Regions from separate parts of the Rattus norvegicus genome. Here regions 1 and 2 are each linked to region 3. Evidence: chromatin contacts called from public Hi-C data. All regions are on one chromosome and are shown on one strand. Each heading gives the region's core, a stretch centred on a gene start, on an enhancer-like site or on the middle of the called end of the contact. The rest is flanking DNA. Distances are from core to core; before and after follow the strand shown.

Region 1 (3,191 bases), core at 231-2,730, 450 kb before region 3:
ATGGAGATTAAAGTGTCAATTAAAATGTCTTGCCCAAAATGTTTCTTAAAAACTATTTCTGAATTTACTTACGTAATTAAATAAAAAGTTAAATCTAGATCTGAGTTCTCTCACAAATTAGATGTTTACTATCTAAACAGGTCCTCTAGGAGGAGGTCTACAGAGTATACTAGTCAAGTACACAAAATGTATCTGTACTTTGTAGTCTTGAACTCACACACATGCCCCGGACTGCAGTTTAAAGTGTTGGTAGGTGTTAAATAACAAATGGCTTTTTTAACCTATTAGATAACTGACCCAGGTACTTAAAGTCACTGATCTGTAGCTGGTGATAAGGAAAAATAAGTGTTTGTTATAGTTTACCTATTTCCAAAGGGCTATGAAGTGAATATTTTGGAGATGTTATTGCCAGAGTGTTTTATGGCAATTATTAGAGTGGAAAAAAAGATCAATAGCAAGATAGGTAAGAGAGTTGTGAGATCAAAGGCTGCCCTGTTAGGATAGGATGTCGTATCTAAAGGATAAGTAGGAAAGAGAAGATCAGTTTCCTCAGTGATAAACAACAGTCTAGAAAAGAGAGGAGGCTTTGAAATGGCAGAGAAAGAACTAGACAGACTAGGAATATGGAAAGATACGGAAAGCAGAGTGTTCAGAGGAAAAAGTCAGAATTGAGATGTTAAAATAGCCAAGCAACAGAAACAACACAAAACAAATTTTTTAAAGGAAAGAAATAAACATTTCTACTGACAATCTCCAATTTTATGAAGTTATTAAATTCAGTGGGAAGTTGCTTAACTGGAAATTAAAGTAACTAAAATTTTAATCAATGACTTTGAAGACAGAAGGTTTTCGCCTCTACACACTAAATACTCTAACTCTTTTTGCTACCTGGAAAAAACTTCAGGGCTTGAAGTACCATGGCAATCACCACGTAGACTTGATGATGACTGTATTTTCTAAACAGGACAATGTAACCTTTGAGATACTAGTCAATATCTGTAAAATAAAGCTAATCTCCACAAGTATACAGAAAACCTTTCCACTAAATCAAGTATAAGGTAAAGTTGGGGATCTTATTTTTAAAATTAAAGACTAAGAATGAACCAAAACCAAGGTTAATTTTTTTTGCATGATTCAGTAGATTAATTTGATGCATTTACTAAGAATATGTTAACTCTTCTAAGAGTTTATTATATATAGTTTTAGGTAAATAAAGTGTCTTAGCTATCCCAAGTTTACAAGAGGAAACACTGAAAGTGGATAAGCTACAATCAAAGTCGCAGTCTTGATACCTTCATGTTAGATGCCTCAGTTTCCAGTTCTGTAAGGTGATTGGAATTATCTTCGAGCTCTTGTCGAAGATTTGAGTTCTCCATCTTCAGGGCCTCAACTTGCTTTAACAACTGATCATATGAGGCTGCTGCCATCCTTGGCTACCCTTGGACCTATAAGGTTAAAAAGGATTTTGAAATTCACTACTAAAAATGGAGTAGCTGCGTGTAGACAAAGGAAGCGAAGCTCTCCAGACAGGAGGAGTGGTGCTTGTGTCCAGGTTTGCTCTCCAAACGACATCTTTCAAGCACCAATAGTTTCTTCCCTAAGAGGACGGAACATGGGGTCTGAGCTGAAGAGAAACAGGAAAGGGCAGAGCTTCAGTCCCTTTTGAAGATATCTGCATGTCTACAGGTAAGATTTCTACTGGTAAGACTCTTTCAAGGTTAAAGATGACCTAACTAGTCCAGTACGTCAAACTTACAGAATATAACCACTGATAAAGAATCTGTGTAAGTAACGTTGCACTTTAGTTTCTGATTTGGACTTGGCTAATAGGATTTCAGAACTAGGATACAGTAATGAGACGAGAGTTCATCCTACCATTTTTATTTAATAAAAGGCTTTGTATTAAAACATTATCTATGGCAACGTAGTTCTTAAGATTTACAATGCCAAAGAACTCCAGCCATTCATAAAGTCATCACAAAGGAAAACAAAATTCTGATGGGAGTATCCTATGGCAAAAGTGGTCAGTATTCAAACAGGCTAAAAGATAAAAGGGTTAACATGGATGACCTTAGAAGTAAGACTGCAAAGAAAGGAGAGAAAATAGAGAAGACAAGAGAGAGAACAGCTCAGAAATAAGAGGTCCTTGGCATGACTAGTTACAGGATGACACAAGGTATGCTGGGATTGATCAAGGAAGAGTCAGGAAGCCCACATTCTCTGTTTAGTTTAATGTCAACTCACTTTGGAATTAAAATTAAGAATAAACAATTCTGCATTATCTAATACAAGAATAATATCATACTGGCTACTCATGATAATATGGGAATGGCACAACTTGGGGACCTTGATAACATATCAAGGGACTCGGATCTAGTCAGTTCTACAAGTCATTGGTGAATGGGACAGCCCAGCGATGCCCAAGGAGGGAGGCCTGGGTTGGAGACCATCCACAGGAAGTCTCCAATGTGCAAAGGACAAGCACTTGCATTTGGATGCCCGGGCTCAGGCTTAGGGGTGGTTATTTGTCAGCTACCATTTGCCCCTTCGTTACTTCAACCTGCAGTTGGGCATTTACCAACTGCTTTAATATAGCTTACAGGAACACCAGTGGAGTCAGCACACAGTATAGACTGAAAAACAAAAACGTGTAAGTAAACTATAAAACACACGTGTAGCATAACTTCTTAACAAAACTTCCAGTGAAGCCGTCCTTCCCTTACACCAACAGACGAGAGTGCAGAAGTAAGCCACTCTCTGCAGCACCAACGAGAGCTCTTAAAGATGGAGGAGAACCTCACAGAAAAAAAAAATAACCATTTTTCTGTTTAGATATGCCAATAATGAGCAGGTCCAGAAATACACAGCACATTGAAATCACCTGACAAGTGGGGATCTGACGAAGTTCTAATAATTAAGCTTCAAAGTAATTTATTTCATTTACAAAAACAGATGCTACTCTAAAACAACAAACAAACAAGGAAACGTAATGTGGAAATATACTAAGACAGGTCACAATTACACAATCACAAAAAGCAAACCGCACAGCAGGCAGACACTATTACAAGTGTTCAGATGGGGGCTGACCTTGGTACAGACTGTGCACAGAAGTTCTATGCCCAAGGAGGCCAGAAGAGGGCATCAGATCCTCTGAAGCTGGAGTTATAGGCAGTTGTGATCTGCCCCGTGTC
Region 2 (2,795 bases), core at 57-2,556, 270 kb before region 3:
CTGACCTCCACGAGCACAGCACGGCTCTCTAGGAGATAAACAAACAAACATACAAAACAAAAGTAAAAAGAAATGACTAAAACCAAAATTACACCATCGGCTTAGTTAAGAGAACGCTGTTCTAATATAGGCAGTGACGAGGGGATGAGCTGGGGGCCTGAGCCTCCTGCTTCTCCCATGAGCAGCCCCAACTCTGCTGGACGCAGCTTCAGTGAGCAGAGGCACCCGGGCGCTCCCCTGCCTGGCACCGTGGTTGGGAACAGCATGTCCATGTCACACAGGTGACCCTGAGTCTCACTTTCTCTTCAAATTCTCTTCTTGGGCCAGAAGTAGTAAATATGGAGTGTAGATAAAAACCACCCTAAGGAGCAGAGAGAGAGAGAAGCCCTACACATTAACATGCAGAGGGCCCCACCAATTACACAGTTGACATGTGGTGGATAATCACAGCCTAGGGAGGCAGGGAGGCGAACCCCCAGCACACGGTCAGACACACAAGGTAAACCTGAGACCTGGAACTGGGGCAGCTGACTCTGATGCAGGGGAGACCGTGAAACGGCGTAGGTGGGACCGACATGGGCGGTCGGTCTTTCTAGTTTTGCTGACTGTGTGGGTCAAAGTTCATCTGACCCACATTGCAGAAAGCAAGGCCAGCAAGAGCTGGTTAACAAAGCCCTGGTTAATCTTTGACAGAAGAAACGGAGTATTTTCCTGATCCTGAAAGGTTTTGCAACAGACTGTTTTGCTGTAGGCCTTCCTATATTTGAAGGTGGCTTCCAATATGGAAAAGTAGGTTAGTATACATATACTATGCATATGACTTTCGATAACTCCTATTTAATATTTTCGTGTGTTTTAATCTCTAGAGGAATGCACGCATATGTATAATCTCTCGGCTTTGGCATCCTTAGTCATCTGTATGGGGGACATCAGTACAGGCCACTCCCGATCATGAAGCCTGGAAGACAGACCGCAAACTCACTCAGGTTTGAGTGCGAGGGTCTCACAACTGCAGTTTTCTTATTGCTCTGAGGTTGTGCTAAGTCAGGAGGGAGGTGCAAACACCACCTGGCACCTCTGCTTGTTTTTAACAGAACAGAATTTAATTAAATCTAATGCATGCTCTTGATTTATTCTTCTGAAGCTTTTGTAGTTACAGGTTCATGGGAGGAAATTTCTTCACTGTATTTTGAAGATTTGATTCATCAGAATGTCAGGGGGTGGGAGGAAGTTTGGAAGGAAGCAACATCTGGTTCCATGGCTTCTTTAACTTTGTGTTTATTTAACAACCACTCAGCGTGCCTGTTATCATGCTGGGCACTGCGCCAAGTGCTTCACAAATACCAATTAATTTAGCATTTATAACAGTCTGGGCCAACTTATTTAGAGGCACAGTGCCACAAAAAGTTTTAGTTCTCTTTCAAAAATCACAAGAGAAATAATTGAATATAATTATCATAATAAATAAGTAATCATGATTCCAGCCAGACTGTGTCTTTGTGCTAATGCAGTTATAAACTACGATTTAAAATAGTTTATGCAGAAAGAAACTCACAAAGGCCAGTGTATCTAGGGCCCATGTCTATAGTAATACAGAAACTCTGCCATGATCTTTACTTGATAGATGAGAAACCTGAAACATAGTTAAACAACTTGGTGAATTTCACACAACTAGAGATTGCCAGAGGTGGGACTCAAGTCTAGGCAGTCTGTTCCTAGTGTTTTTAGCATACCACACTGCTCTACAAGAATATGGTCATCAATTGTGTGTGTATCTGTGTGAATTTGTGTGTGAGAGTAGTGTGTGAGTGTGTGAATGTGTTTATGTGTGTGAATGATGAATGTGAGTATGTGTATGTGTTTGTATGTGTGTGAGAGTACGTGAGTGTGTATGTGTGTGTGAATGTGTGTGTGAATGGTGAATGTGTGAGTGTTTGTGTGTAAGTGTGTGTTTGTGGTGAGAGTATGTGTGTGAGTGTGTGTGTATGTGTTTGGGTGTGTCTGTGTATATGTAAGTATTTGTGTGTGTGTGAATGATGAATGTGAGTGTGTGTGTTTGTGTGTGAATATGTGTTTGTATAGGTGACAGAGTATGTGTGTGAGTGTGTGTATGTGTGTGTGTTTGTGTGTGAGAGTGTGTGTGAGTGTATGTGTGTGTGTGTGAATGGTGAATGTGAGTATGTATATTTGTGTGTGAATATGTGTTTGTATGTGTGACAGAGTATGTGTGTGAGTGTGTGTATGTGTGACAGAGTATGTGTGTGAGTGTGTGTATGTGTGTGTGAGAGAGCGTGTGTGAGTGTATGTGTGTGTGTGTCAGCGTATGCGTGTGTGTGTTTTCCAGATAGCTACTCTAATGTAAGCTGTAATGTAATGTAATGTAATGTAATGTAAGACTGTCTTCTTTCCTGCTTTTCGTTGTGTTGCTGCTGCTGATGTCAACCTAACACAGGCTAGAGTTATCTGGGAAGAAGGAAGCACAAATGAGATGTCTGCCTGTGGGCGGGTCTTTGGAGCATCTTCTCGATCAGTGATTGATGTGGGTGGGCCCAGTGCATAGTGGGCAGTGCCACTCCTGTGTCCACCGTCCTCGATACTGTAAGAAGGTGGACAGAGTGAGCCTTGAGGAGCAAGCCAATAGGCAGCTCCTCCATGGCTCCGCTTCCGTTCCTCCTTGCTTCGGTCTAGACCTTCATCTTCCTGCTCAGGACCCTGCCCTGCCTTCCCTCCATGGTGGAATGGGACCCAAGAGCAGGAGGATGAACTAGCCCCTTCCTCCCCAGTCGCCTTTGGCT
Region 3 (3,193 bases), core at 35-2,534:
GTTCTCTCTCTCTCTCTCTCTCTCTCTCTCTCTCTCTCTCTCTCTCTCTCTCTCTCTTGCACACGCACATTTCTTTTTCAAAAACAATTGTTCCTCTTCCTCACATCTCACACTAGGCTTGGCATAGTGGCCATGGGTTTTGCGTTCCTTGTGAATTGTTTTTCTGCCTCCTCAGCTGTTGTGAACGGGTTCAAGCCTCAGGTGACACCGGTCTTCATCTGCCCTCTCACTGTCTGGGACTCAGGTCTCGCCTCCTTTTCTTTCTGTCTCTAACCACTGCCCGCTGTCAGCGTTGATTCTGCAGTCACACTCTAGATCGTCACGATAACTTGTCCACTCACTTCTGTCACCTAATTTTAGCTACTTTCAGATTCGTAATTTTCAGGTGGGGGACAACTTTATCTTTTCTGGGACACTAGGCAATGTCCAGAGTCATTTAACGGTTTGAGTTACATCTATTTATTTGTGTGTTAGGGGTCAGATGGGGACTATGTGTCATATCATATGTGTGGAGGCCAAGTCTTTTGGGAGTTTCCACAATATGAGTCCCAGGGATTGGACTCAGGTCGTTAGACTTGGTGGCAAGTGTCTTTACCTGTGGAGTCATCTCATGGGCTCCCTAGAGTCATTTTTGTCTTTAACGTTAAGGAGGCTACTGGCTTCTAGTGGTTAGATGTTGGGGTGTCACTGACCTAATCTTACAAAGCACGGGGAAGTTCCCAAAGAGTCAGTGCTCAAAATATCAGCAGTGAGGAGAGCTCAAAACCTTCTGTAACAGGAAGACGGCTAACCCACCTTTCCAGTGTGCCTGGGAGAACAGGCTGTGAGCACAGCAGCGCCTCCACATCCACACCATGTGATAGATGACGGGTGGCGTCCTCTGAGAACTGCATGCTGGCCCAGTGTTGGGTGGCGTCCTCTGAGAACTGCATGCTGGCCCAGTGTTGGGTGGCGTCCTCTGAGAACCGCATGCTGACCCACCGTTGGGTGGCGTCCTCTGAGAACTGCATGCTGACCCACCGTTGGGTGGCATCCTCTGAGAACCACATGCTGACCCACCGTTGGGTGGCATCCTCTGAGAACTCCATGCTGACCCACCATTGGGTGGCATCCTCTGAGAACCGCATGCTGGCCCAGTGTTGGGTGGCGTCCTCTGAGAACTGCATGCTGACCCACCGTTGGGTGGCGTCCTCTGAGAACTGCATGCTGGCCCAGCATGCCTGGAGTGGAAGAAAAGCTTAGTACTCTGAAATCTTTGCACCCTCTTAGTTATCATTTAACAGTTTGGCATACTGCCCAGGGGATCAGATGGGCAGAGTGTAGGAAAGACAGGTTTTGTTCAGGAGACCTTCCAGACTGTTTGTGTGATCTTTAAAGCATAAAACTTTATATGACACAAGTTAGTATTCAACAGCGTTCTCGGTTGGACCTCAGTGCTTTGGCTCCTACCCCTTACCATAGTTCATTCCTTTTCATTTGATCTGAGGAGCAGATTTTGGTTGTCCTCTCACCAGTCCACACACACAAAGGAAAAGTCACTTAGTCTGTTCTGTAGCTAAATAAATAGCTTATTGTCGTCTGTGGATTCAGAAAGCCCAGCCATGAGGGACAGATGAGAGAATCGACAAGATTGTATGCTGAAAGTGATGCTGGACCTTGGTATAAAATTCCACAGGGCGGGGTGGTCTGTGGCTTAATTCTTGGCCTTTTTATCGGTATGGCTTAGGACCATTTGGGGATCTCCTATAGATCTCTCTCCTGAAGGGACGGTGGCAACAACTGAAATAAGTTCACCATTCCTCGCTACAATGGGGGTTCACAGTTAGCTTGATGGTACTAGAACGTTGGACACAATGCTACCTATCATTTCTGGTCTTCGGGTAAAGCATGTCAGCATGAGTGGAGGCCACAGATGGGCTCTTTGTGGCCTACATTTCACTGTAGAATTGCCACTTGAGATGTCACATGAAATGGGGGACCACTTGCTTTCCCCTCATGGCTGTTGCTTGTCATGGCAGACTGTGTTGAGAGTCTTACAGTGGGCAACGGAAATGAATTCTCTGTTTAAAAGTAGCGGGCAGTTGGTGAACTGGCTCAGCAGGTTTAGGGGTGCCTACTGTCTCGCCTAAGGAACTGAGTTCTGGGGACCAGAGAGCTAAGTGCTGCAGACCGTCCCGAGTGCACAGTGGTGTGTGTACATGTGCACACATAAGTAAGTGCGATGGAAAAGTAGACAGTGAGCTCAGGAACCAGAGCCCCCAAATTACTGCTCAGTCACTACCAGAGGGTTTGCACATGTGCTCCCAAATGTCTGAGTCCCTCCCTCCCTCCCTCCCTCCCTCCCTCCCTCCCTATATAGTTTTTGCTTGTGATGTGCATGGTCTTACTACGTAACACCGGATGGTTAGGCTGGCATCAAACCTGTGGTGAGACCCCTCCCCTGCCCCCTGCCTTGCTTCCAGGCCCTTTCATAAGCGAAACTCTGGTAATGGCTCATTTTTATTTATGTACATTTATGTGAGTTTTTCAGTCTCACTAGCCAATAATGAATTGACCTGCTACCGTTTCTCTGATAATTGTAATGGCTCTCTCTGCTCTCTCTGCTCTTACTGCTGCTCTCTCTGCTGCTCTCTCTGCTGCTCCTGCTACTCTCTCTGCTCTCTCCTGCTGCTCTCGCTGCTCTCTCTCGCTGCTCTCTCTGCTGCTCTCTCTGCTGCTCCTGCTGCTCTCTCTGCTCTCTCTGCTGCTCTCTCTGCTCTCTCTGCTGCTCTCTCTGCTGCTCCTGCTGCTCTCTCTGCTCTCTCCTGCTGCTCTCTCTGCTCTCTCTGCTGCTCTCTCTGCTGCTCTCTCTGCACTCTCTGTACTCTCTCTCTCTCTCTCTCTCTCTCCCTCTCTCTCTCTGCTCGCATTTCCTTTCAGCAGCTGGGTGGCAAGGGAGACCTCACAAAACTATCGCAGGTAACTCAGTGTTTGTGAATGACATATATTGTAAGGGTGAATTCTGTCTCATTTATTTACAGGAGAAGTCCTGATATCCAAGCAAAAGAAGAACTGTGGAAGCATATCCAGTGAGTACTGGGTCTCCCTCATGGGTACAACTTTAGAATATACATGTAAATATTGTACATCTGCATGTGCGTATACACACACACACACACACACACACACACACACACGTGTTTTGCTTGCATGT

The links. A called contact is a pair of places that touch in the nucleus more often than the background predicts.
Region 1: a contact with region 3 is called in a Hi-C map of liver, with 8 times the contacts expected there. The contact joins the promoter of Apc here to the enhancer-like site in region 3. A contact is called at or near these places in 5 of 12 Hi-C or Micro-C datasets (the A7r5 cell line, frontal cortex, hepatocytes and 2 more).
Region 2: a Hi-C map of liver shows a contact between it and region 3, with 4 times the contacts expected there. The contact joins two enhancer-like sites. A contact is called at or near these places in 3 of 12 Hi-C or Micro-C datasets (the A7r5 cell line, Schwann cells and liver).

The regions. Positions count from the first base shown.
Region 1 is chr18:26,136,671-26,139,861 of GRCr8, reverse strand. Apc (APC regulator of WNT signaling pathway) reads right to left here and starts at 1,480. Exons shown (of 15, transcript NM_012499.1): 1 at 1,293-1,480. The coding sequence starts at 1,427.
Region 2 is chr18:25,956,537-25,959,331 of GRCr8, reverse strand. No RefSeq gene overlaps it. Among named protein-coding and RNA genes, the nearest start is that of Apc, 180 kb to the left of the region's middle. Within about 2 kb of position 1,306, at least 6 of the 93 cell types and tissues checked have an H3K27ac peak or open chromatin away from gene starts, as enhancers often do. A contact at or near this core is called in liver, where this site is marked.
Region 3 is chr18:25,686,697-25,689,889 of GRCr8, reverse strand. Epb41l4a (erythrocyte membrane protein band 4.1 like 4A) reads left to right here. Exons shown (of 18, transcript NM_001107397.2): 14 at 3,021-3,068. Among named protein-coding and RNA genes, the nearest start is that of Epb41l4a, 73 kb to the left of the region's middle. Within about 2 kb of position 1,284, at least 2 of the 93 cell types and tissues checked have an H3K27ac peak or open chromatin away from gene starts, as enhancers often do. A contact at or near this core is called in liver, where this site is marked.